Regions from separate parts of the Sus scrofa genome. Here region 1 is linked to region 2. Evidence: chromatin contacts called from public promoter capture Hi-C data. All regions are on one chromosome and are shown on one strand. Each heading gives the region's core, a stretch centred on a gene start, on an enhancer-like site or on the middle of the called end of the contact. The rest is flanking DNA. Distances are from core to core; before and after follow the strand shown.

The links. Promoter capture Hi-C pulls out the DNA fragments that hold promoters and counts their contacts.
Region 1: a contact with region 2 is called in a promoter capture Hi-C map of liver, with 4 times the contacts expected there. The contact joins the promoter of SUGT1 here to the promoter of AKAP11 in region 2. A contact is called at or near these places in 1 of 5 promoter capture datasets (liver) and 1 of 2 datasets of contacts at active chromatin or transcription factors (skeletal muscle).

The regions. Positions count from the first base shown.
Region 1 is chr11:25,902,915-25,907,987 of Sscrofa11.1, reverse strand. SUGT1 (protein SGT1 homolog) reads right to left here and starts at 2,546. Exons shown (of 13, transcript XM_005668449.3): 1 at 1,840-2,546; 2 at 1,685-1,742. The coding sequence starts at 1,877.
Region 2 is chr11:24,749,850-24,755,083 of Sscrofa11.1, reverse strand. It overlaps AKAP11 (A-kinase anchor protein 11), which reads left to right and starts at 2,674. Exons shown (of 13, transcript XM_021065623.1): 1 at 2,674-2,891.

The DNA.
Region 1 (5,073 bases), core at 1,297-3,796, 1.2 Mb before region 2:
ACCTACACTCAACTGTGTACCTCGTGTATGATGCTATTTCTAAGTTCAAGAACAAGCAAAATTAACTGGTGGTGATAAGATTCAGAACAGGGGTTATCTGGTGGGGTAGAGGAATAACTGGCTAGGAGGACATAGGAGATTAAGCTTGAGGATGTTAAGTATTCTGTACCTTGATCTGAGCAGTATATACACGTAAGACTTCAAGCTCATGAGTGGCAGATTTAAGAACTGTATTACCTATCACACATCCATAAGTAATTCTAAAAGTAAAATAAATCAAATATAAGGGGACAACGAACTCACTACATTCATATCCTTTAGGAGCTATTATTATACAAACTGGATTTCCAAAGGAGGCATGGCGCCTAAGAGGACCATACCAAACGTAGATTCAGAACATGAAGAGCTATCCGGCCGACATTAGGAATTGTGGACAAAGTTCTGTGTCTCTAGTAACCTGACTCTGACACGGATCCCAGAAGCATCACTAGGAAACATCACAGCACAACAGAGTCATCAGCCACTCTGAAGGTCTTCATATCCAGACCCAAAAAACATACTCCAACCTAAAAGGCCCCACAGGACCTAGGCCTTCATTTCCTCCCCACCTCATCTCTTACTTCTCTTTCATCCCCCTCCAACTAAATGGCCTTCCTGCTGCTCCTTGTGCAGGCCAACTTCACGCCTACCTCAGGATCTTGAAACCGGCTCCTCTTCCTGCCTGAAATCATCTTTCTCCAGAGCTTCCAAGCTCACTCCCTCAGGCCTCAGCTCAGATGTCACCTCCTCAACCAACCATGTGGCAGATTTCTTTTAGAAGTCACGGTGAGGAAAAGGTTTTCCTGCCTCAAACTGCTCACCTTCCATGTGGTGGATCACAACTGCGAACCAAGGTTCCCTCTTGAGCTTCCAAGCAAGAGACACCTGGCTAAACTTTGGGACCCACTGCATCACGTATTCTTAATGTGGGCTCCCTTTATTAGTTTCAATCATGACTTCACTCTTGTTTTTTGCTTTCCTTTACACCTTTATAGCCTTTCATTGCACACAGAATGCCCACCAAGTCAGTTAAACATCGAACTAAGACTTTAACCCACAGCAATCAGTTCCTTGCACACAACAAAAACCCCAAGAAATTGTTTTGAGGAAGAAGCAAATGAGTGAATAATGAACAGTGACAGGACATCTGGAAATTTTCAGGCACACACAGGAAAGGTTTTTGTTCCAGTAGCGAGTTCATACAGGCACTTAGCACAGAGCCTGGTACATTAAAATGGCAAGGATGACTTAGTCAAGCGAAAAGCCGAGTTAACAAATATCAAGCCTAAAATTTCCTTTTTGTCCCTAATGCCATTAAAAACAAACAAAAAAAACCAGGCCCTTTCAGGCCAACTATGAAAGTCAACCACATTCCCAAGAAAGAAGGCAGGTTTTACTGAGACGCTCCGAGGATGCAGGAACCGTCTAGGAGAGGGAGGTAGCAAGAACTGGGATCTGGAGTGACTGGGCCGCTGATGGACAGAGAAAAGAGGCGGGGGTTTTCAATATCAAGACTGAGACACAAGACAAGCAGCAGCCCCGGCCCCGGGAAAACAGTGCTGCGAAGAGGCGGGGTGGGCCAGAACCCAACGCGGCCCCCCCGTTGCCCACAGCAAAGTGAAGGAAGCTGGACCAGCTCGCTCACCTCTAACGCCGCCTGGGGGTCCTCTTCGATCAGAGCATCTGAGAAGCTCCGGAAAAACCTGCCAGGAAAACAACGACTTCAGCAGGGCGCACTAACCAAGGAAAACAGAGGATGCTGGGTACTAATAAATAGCAAAGAAAAGGTAAAACACGCACCTTTGGGCCGTTGCAGGTCCCGCTGCAGCCGCCGCCATCCCTACTGGTCACTGTTACCGCTGCTGGAGCCGCTCCTACCGAGGTTACCAGTCCGCCGCCGCCCAAGGGGGAAACTTCTGGAGAAACACCAACCGAGCTTCCGTCCTAAGGAGCCAACGAGCAGCCACGCAGCGTGCCGCGGGGGGGGGGGGGGGGAGGGGAGGCGAAGCGCGGGCGCGGGGTGGGCTGGGACCGTGGAGGACCGACTCTCCCGGCCCGCCCCCTGGCCGGAGACCAGCCCCGCAGGCTCCGCCCCCTGCAGCCTCGGTTACGGAGGCCGCGGTGGTTCACGCTAGCCCTCCGTCCCGCTGCGCGCCCACAGTCCCGTGGAGCCTCCGGAGCGCTAGCTTGAAAGGAGTTTTGTACCATACTGTTCTCCTTCGGGAACGTGTGGACTTTGGGGGAGTTTATATGTCTGTTAATAACACAAAGCACATCGAGCTCCGTTTTTCCCTACAGCGCTCATCATGGCTCTTGGAAGCAACCGAGCCCTTTGTGACCCGTGACGTCATCCCGCGCTACGTGTTCTTTTCCGGGAGCGAGTTCCGGATGGCGCGGCGCATTGGTGGGTGCCGGCATCTTGGCGCTGGGAACCCTGAAGGCCGCGGACTTTCCGGAAGTCGTTCTGCCTCTGCGGAGGGTAGAGCAGAGGAAGCCTTTTGGTTCCGGGGCGGGTGGACTGTTCCATGGGCCCCAGGACTCCGCAGACCTAAGGTTGTCTTCCTCGTTGGCTTCCCAGACTAAGAAGAAAAACGTACTCCATCCGAAGGCATTGAAAGGAGAAATGGACCCTCAAGTTGTCTTGGTGTTACTTTACACCTAGTCGGACAGGCCCCCTCCCACTTTTGACCCATGCAGTTTAGATAGACGAAACTTCCAGCAGGTTCCACGGACCGGAGTCCGGGAGCAAGAGGGAGTGGGAGTGAATGGTTGGTTCCTCAGTAGAGATGAAGGAATAACTGAAGTTGAGTGTCTACTACATCCAAAATCTAAACTAAGTCCTGGGATTCAGTGGTGGTAATGCCCCCCAGAAACTTAAGTCAATTTAGTTCTAAGTGCTAAAAGGAAAGAAAGACAGTAGTCAGTGATGTGGTAACAAGGGGCTTTTAGCCGCCCATAAGGTCTAGGGATGGAATCCTCAAACACTTTGTACTCGAGCTTCAGTTTGGAAAGACGAATCAGTGAAGGAAATGAAAAAAGCAATTCAGACGGAATAGGATGAATGCTAGCAAGTGATAATGTGAACTCTAAAATTGATAGAGCCAAAATTCAGGCTAGAAGCAGAGAGGGCAGGGAGGTAGGTTATGTGCCAGGTCATAAAGGACTAGTTGTGGTCCGTTGAGAAGTTGGGATGAGCTTCTCTGAAGGATCCTAACCCATTATAAGATTTTTACTCAAAAGAAGGCTGTACTAGTGAAATTTACATTTTAAATGTTTATTATCTGTGCTATCAAAGAATAAAGGAAAAGAACAGTCATTGGGGAGTTCCTGTTGTGGTGCAGCAGAAACGGATCCAACTAGGATCCATGAAGATACTGATTCAGCCCCTGGCCTCACTCAGATAAGGAAACAGCTTTGCGGTGAGCTGTGGTGTAGGCTGGCTGCTATAGCTCCGATTGATTTGACCCCTGGCCTGGGAACTTCCATATGCCAAGGGTGCAGTCCTAAAAAGAAAAAAAAAAAGGAAAGAAAGAAAAAAGAACAGTTGGAAGACAACTGCTGTATTACAAGCCAAAGTGACTCTTATAAATAGGTCTGTAACAATAGGGATGGAGGGGATGGTAAGAATTGCAGAAATAACTAAGAAAAAACTGGGTTTGCTGATCTTTCCTTTTGTTTTGCTTCTTTTTAGGGTATATGGAAATTTCCAGGCTAGGGGTTATCAGAGCTGCAGCTGCCGGCCTATGCCACAGCCGCAGCAATGCCAGATCTGAGCTGCATCTGCGACCTACACCACAGTTCACGAGATGCTGGATCCTTAACCCACTGAGTGAGGCCAGGGATCAAACTCGCATCCTCATTAATACTAGTCAGGATCCTTACCGCTGAGCCACCACCAGAACTCTTGAGCTTTCCTTTTGTGATCAGTTCTTTTTGCATCTAGTATAAGGCTTTGCCTACTCAAAAGCCATGAACAGAGTCACCTGTGTTTTCTTCTAGATGCTTTACTATCATACTTTTCATGTCCAGGTCTATTAATTTTTATAAAATGTATGAGGTTGGGATTAAGGTTCCTTTTCCCCCTAAATGGATATCCCAGCCCTACATACTGAAAAGATTTATTTGCCATTCCCCCCACTAAATAATTATGGCACTTTTGTTATAAAGTAGTTGATCACACATATGTGGGTCTGTTTCCAGGTTCTCATTCCCTTGGTCTAAACTGGTACCACACCATTAATTGATTAACTTTATGAGCCTTTTTTTTTTTTTTTTTGCTTTTTTGGCCGCACCTGTAGCATATGAAAGTTCCCAGGCTAGAGTTCAAAAAAGAGCTGCAGCTTAACGCCATGGAAATGGCAACACCAACACCAGATCTGAGCTGCACCTGTGCAGCAACTTAAGGCAACGCTGAATCCTTAACCCACTGAGCGAGGTCAGGGATCAAACCTGCATCCTTTTGAATACTATGTCAGGTTCTTAACCCACTAAGCCACACCAGGAACTCCTATAGTCTTGGAGCCCTGTAACTTTTCCTTCAAAATTGCCTTGGCTAGTCAAAGTCTTTTGTATTTACATTATTTTATACGTTTTACAACACATTTCCATTTATTTATGTTTTACAATGACCCCGTCAAATTTTCCAAAAAACCCCAACAACAACCCTGCTGGGATTTTAATTGGGCTTGCATTGAATCTATAGATCAAGATCAGCCATTTTGGGGAAAACAGTCTCTCTTATTTATTTATTTATTTATTTTTTAAGGGAAAACAGTCTCTCTTATTTATTTATTTATTTATTTATTTTTTAAGGGCTGCAGCATATGAAAGTTCCCAGGCCAGGGGTTGAATTGGAGCTATAGCTGCTGGCCTACACCACAGCCACAGCAAATTGGATCCGAGGTCTGTGACCTACGCCACAGCTCATGGCCAATGCTGGATCCTTTACCCACTGAGAGAGGCCAGGGATCAAACCAGCATCTTCATGGATCCTAGTCAGGTTTTTTAACTGCTGAGCCACAAAGGGAACTCTCA
Region 2 (5,234 bases), core at 1,425-3,924:
CCACAGCCATGGGGGATCCGAGCTGTGTCTGCCACCTACACCACAGCTCATGGCAACTCTGGATCCTTAACCCACTGAGTGAGGCCAGGGACGAACCAGAGTCCTCATGGATACTAGTCAGGTTCGTTAACTGCTGAGCCATGGCAGGACCTCTGTCTTTCAGCATTTGAAAAGGATGGTCTTAATTTGTTAAAAGAATACCTTTGTCTCCTTCAGCATTTTTTCCTTTCAAGGAGTAACCCTATGATGGTTCTTGAAATCTTATTTTTGTTAAGATCAATGCCCTGGATCTTTTAAACATTTATTTTCTATTTCTGAACTCTTGGTTAGGAACATGTGAATCATTATTTATTAAATACTACGCAGGTTCAAAATAGCTACAGAGAAAGGGAATATGAGATTGAGCAGGTGGCAATGCTTCCGTTTTCACACTCTGAGAAGGCCAGGGTTTCTCAGGGAGGCATTCCTTGTATCTGCATTAATCGGCTGCCTAGTTCCTCATGTGGGGTGTGAGTGTGTGTGTGTGTGTGTGTGTGTGTGTGTGACACATGCTTCCAATTTCGTTTGGCTTGTGCAGCTGACTCTGTTAGGTTTTTATAAAAATTCATTTCATTTCCCTTTCCAGCTTCCCTCTTGCTGGTGTATGCATGCCAAAGTGTAATTCAGGCTTAACTGCTCAGCATGTAGGCTAGTCCAATTGCCTTGTTTTATGTATGAGGAAGCTGACACTCAAGGACGATAAGGTACCTTGATTTGGTTGAGTCATCAGCTAATGAGTTCTTCAGTTGGAACGCAGGTCTCCGATTTCTATTTCTTTTCGTGAAACATCTTCCTTTTTTAGCCCTCAACCTCTTATTTTTCCAAACTTAAATTAGGAATAAATATCTGCATTGAGTATCATTTGATGTTGGTTTTTCTGAGAACTGACTTTTGGACCGAAGAGGTGGTTATCTGGATGTGGTAAAGGGAGGAAAACAATATCAAAGGTGACTTTCCCTTTGGGTCCTTCATTCTCCCATGTGACAAAATTTCCCATTTATTTCTCCTATAATACTTAAACAGCAGTAAATGAAGATGTTTTTAACAAACGGCAGCAAACAGAACCAGGACTCGAAGCTAAGGGATTTTAAGAATAGGAATATTAAGTTCATTGGAAATTAAATTTTTCTTTTTTTGTCTTTTTAGGGCCACACCTGTGGCATATGGAGGTTCCCAGGCTAGGGGTCTAATCGGAGCTGTAGCCACTGGCCTACACCACAGCCACAGCAACGCCAGATCCGAGCCATGTCCGCTGCAGCTGGATCCTTACCCACTGTGCGAGGCCAGGGATTGAACCCTCACCCTCATGGTTCGTAGTCATATTTGTTTCCGCTGAGCCACAACGGGAACTCTGGAAATTAAATTTTCAAGATTCTCTCTTATACAGATTACAAGTCTCCTAAACTCCCTGCTTCCCCTGTGGTCTCCTTAAGATCCATTCTCTGCAGGGAAGAGCTTAAAAAAAAAAAAATTTAAACCATAGTATCTCACCCCTATTTAAAACTCTTCATAGAAAGACAAAAAGACAACAAACAAAACAAACAACTCTCCAGTACTTTTCATCGCACTCAGAATAAACTCCTAATTCCTTTATTGGTTACAAAACCCTCCAGGATGTAACCCATTCTTGTTTACTTCTCTGAGCTTATTTCCTCTTACTTTCTCATACCTCCCCCCTCAAACCCAATTTAGGACCTTTGAATTAGCAGTTTCCTTTGCCTGGAATGCTCTTCCCTCTGATATTTGCACGCCTGTCATGAAACCCCTGCTTATATCTCTCCTTGTCAAAACAATTGCCAGCACGTTATTCACTCTGTTTCCTCTGCATAGAGGAACCAACAGATTATTTCTCTCCCCTCCCCGCCATAAACTCCCTAGAACCTCAATTTATCTGTCTTCGAGGCTGCTCAACTGAGTGCCTGGAATAATACCCAATATATGTAGGCTCTCAACAAAAATTTGTTAAATGAAGAAATGAACAGATGACTGTACCCTTTCTTCCCTGCCCGTCTATCCCAACCAGGGCAAAACTCATCATGAGGATACACTTAAAAATGTCTTTCTCATCTTTCAGGTATTTCCACCCTTGAGGAATAGATGTCTTCGAGGAGACTGCAACTTCGGAGGACTAGCCCTTCCGATTCTACCGTGATTTTACATACTAGCTTTTCATCTAGGTCTTGGTTTTTCTGTGACCAGTGCTTTACACTCCGATTCTGAAATCACGTAACGACATCAGGGTGAGCACTAGGGCCCGGAAATCTCTTGATGCTAATTGTTGAGGTTAGGAAAGGGCTGTAGGCCTGGTGTGCTGTGAGTGGTCCTCCCTAGAGATGCTGGGGAGAAGGGGCGGAGCCACCCAAAGATGCGCCTTTCTTGGGCCGTCAGATCTGGTGGCTGCCGGAATGAGAAGAACCCCGTGAATTAGAAGAAAGCAAAACTAGTCTGGGGAGAAGAAGGAGCCCAGCTGACCCTAGGCGGTAAGACCCAGGGGTCGAAGGAAAGGAATCAGAGCCTCAAACCAAAACTGCTGGGCAAGCCAAGACTTGGCTATTTTGCCAGAGGAAAGGGTTAAACAGTTGCCAAGGTAACGGGCCAGGAAGCGCGCAAGACGTCCGCCGCAGGTTCGTAGGTCAGCCTCGAGTTTAAAGCTCCCCTAGCCGAGCGGATTCTGACCAATGGCGAGGCCGCTGGACGCGGTCACGTGACTCGCGGGGCCGTTCCGCTAGCTGCCCCGGAGCACGTGGAAGGTTTTTCCTGTTGCTTCTTTCCTTCTTTCAAAGCCCACCCACTTTTGCGCGGGCTCGGTCGCGGAGTTCTTCTCGCGAGAAGTGTGCCACCCTCTCGCGAGAGTGAGTGGGAGGCGTGAGGACTAGGAGGTGTTGCGGGCTGGAGCTGCGGCGGCGGCGGCGGAAGCTGGGGGTGGGCAGGCGGGGGCGGGCCGCGGGGCGGGAGGGGGGAGGGCTGGGGGCCGCTGCGGGAGGGGGCGCCCGCCTGCTCGGCAGCTCGCGCGGCTGGTCGTTGCGGGCCGCTGACATGCCTGTGAGCTGCGGAGGCTGCGGCCCCCAGGTGAGCCGGGCGCGGATCCGCCCGCGACGTGAGCGGCGCCGTTGGCTGGGGTGGCGGCGGGGTGTGGGGCCGCTGTGGATGGAGCGGCCCGACTCGGGCTCTGCAGCTCCTCCGCTGCCCGCAGTCCCTGGTCTGACTTGGGGGCTGCCCAGAGCTACGCTTTCGCAGGGTGGTGGGAGGAGGGCGGGAAGAGCAAAGCGGAGGGAGGAAGCCATAGGCACCGGGGCGGGGGCGGGGGGGGGGGTGTCCTCAGGCTCGAGGTTGGGGGGGTCTTCCTGGGGCCCGAGTGTGGCGGCGAAGCTTCAGCCCTCTTGAATGACAAGCTCAGTTTCTATCCCCAGGGTGGTCTGCAGAGCCGGGTCCCGCCGGTGCGTGCTGGTGCGTGTGCTTAGTTTGTGTTCGTGGTGCGCGCACGGGGGCATATGCAGGAGGAGGACGTTGCACTTTGTCCCCGAACAGCATCCTTCACTGTCAGAACCCTTGAGCCCTAGAAACAGGCACAACCCAAATCTTGTGACGGGAGCGGAAAGCGCAAGCAGCTCCTTGGAGTGTTGATACTTGGATTTGCTGTCAAATTTTCTCCTTGGCTGTTTGATGGCTTAAATACTGGCCATCCATATTCCTAATGGATTTGGTATATTCTTGTATCCCAGGCACCTAACCTGCTTTATTAAAAAAAAATGTGGATGTGACCAAAGAATTAAAAGCATTGGCAAAATGACAATGGCAGTACAATCTAAATCTCCGTGATGTGACATGGTGACAGTCCTGTTTACCCTCTCCTCTAAAACCTTATTAAACTGGAGGTGGTTTAACTTAAGATGCTAAGGAAATTTCAGGGTGAGAAATACTGCTGAAACACATATCTAATGGCCTTAGTGCAGACTGGAATTAAAAATTCTGGTTCTCATTTCAGCTTTGTAATTACTCAGTTCCTTGCAAAACTTGTAAGCTTTTCTTAGCTTCTTGTTAGGGATGTTATATTGAATGATACTATTTTTGATATATCTGGGAATAGTCAGAAAATGCACACAGGAATAGGGTACTCAGCCATGCAGAGATGATTTTAATATCTTATGATTTACGAGAAATGGCAGCACAGTTCCTTGCACAATCAGTGTCAGTTAAAATAGTGCCATGAAATGAATCTTTTCAAACACACGTTATGTTTTTCAAGTAGTACTGATTATTCAGACTTTGTTATGGTCCTTCTGGCAGACTTGACCCAAGTGTAGATAGTGAATTTCACTTTGAGTTGTAGCTGTAACAGCAGTTTGAGAGATCAGAGAATGTAAGACAGTCCAAACATGGATTCCCAAGCTGAACTAGTAACCAGTGATTCGTGTCTTGTACCCACGTAGCTGCACTATTAATAAGGGCCTAGTGGTTTACTTCTAGGCTAATGATATTTCCCAGTTGTTGAGAATAGGGGACCTGCCGGAGTCTCTGAACCTCAGTGAGAAATTCTCTCGCTTCTGAACTCCTGGGATAAGTCTTGAAGCTGAAGAAATCTTCCTTTGCCTTTTGAGGCTGGAAGAAGGATCATACATTTAAGGTGTTTTTGTTTTTTGTCTTTTTTTAAATAAAAATGTTTTTTAAAGATTCCAGGAACTTAACTGTTGGAAAAGTAAATCAAACCACATCAGACGATACATTTTAGGTTATTCTTAGGGAAATTTCTAGTTATAAAAAGGCAGTGGAGTTCTGTCTGTACTTGGGGAAACTGGAAAAACTTCAGCAGTGTCTTCTTGGGAATGGACAAAAGAGACCTGTATAGGTTTTAAAAGTTCCTTGTTATTCCATCTTGGCAGACAGATTTTTTTGGCTGGTCTTTTTTTCACCTTTTGGCAAGGGTTTCAAGCTTTTAGGATGCAAATATTTGTTTCATCTTGCCTTTGAAAAGTAATTGAAGTCATTTTGTTTTGGGTAGGATAATTATTTAGATAAGCTGGATTTGTTCTTTGTCAGGTGGCCTGCATTTTAGTAGTAAAATCAACCCCACTTGGAGGAGATGAGGGCTGGAACAGGTCAAGAAAGATCTAAGCTGGGCTTGAGTTAAGAGTTTACTGGTAAAATAAGGAAAGGAAGGAAAAAATACTTCATGAGTTTAAAAACCAGACCAAACA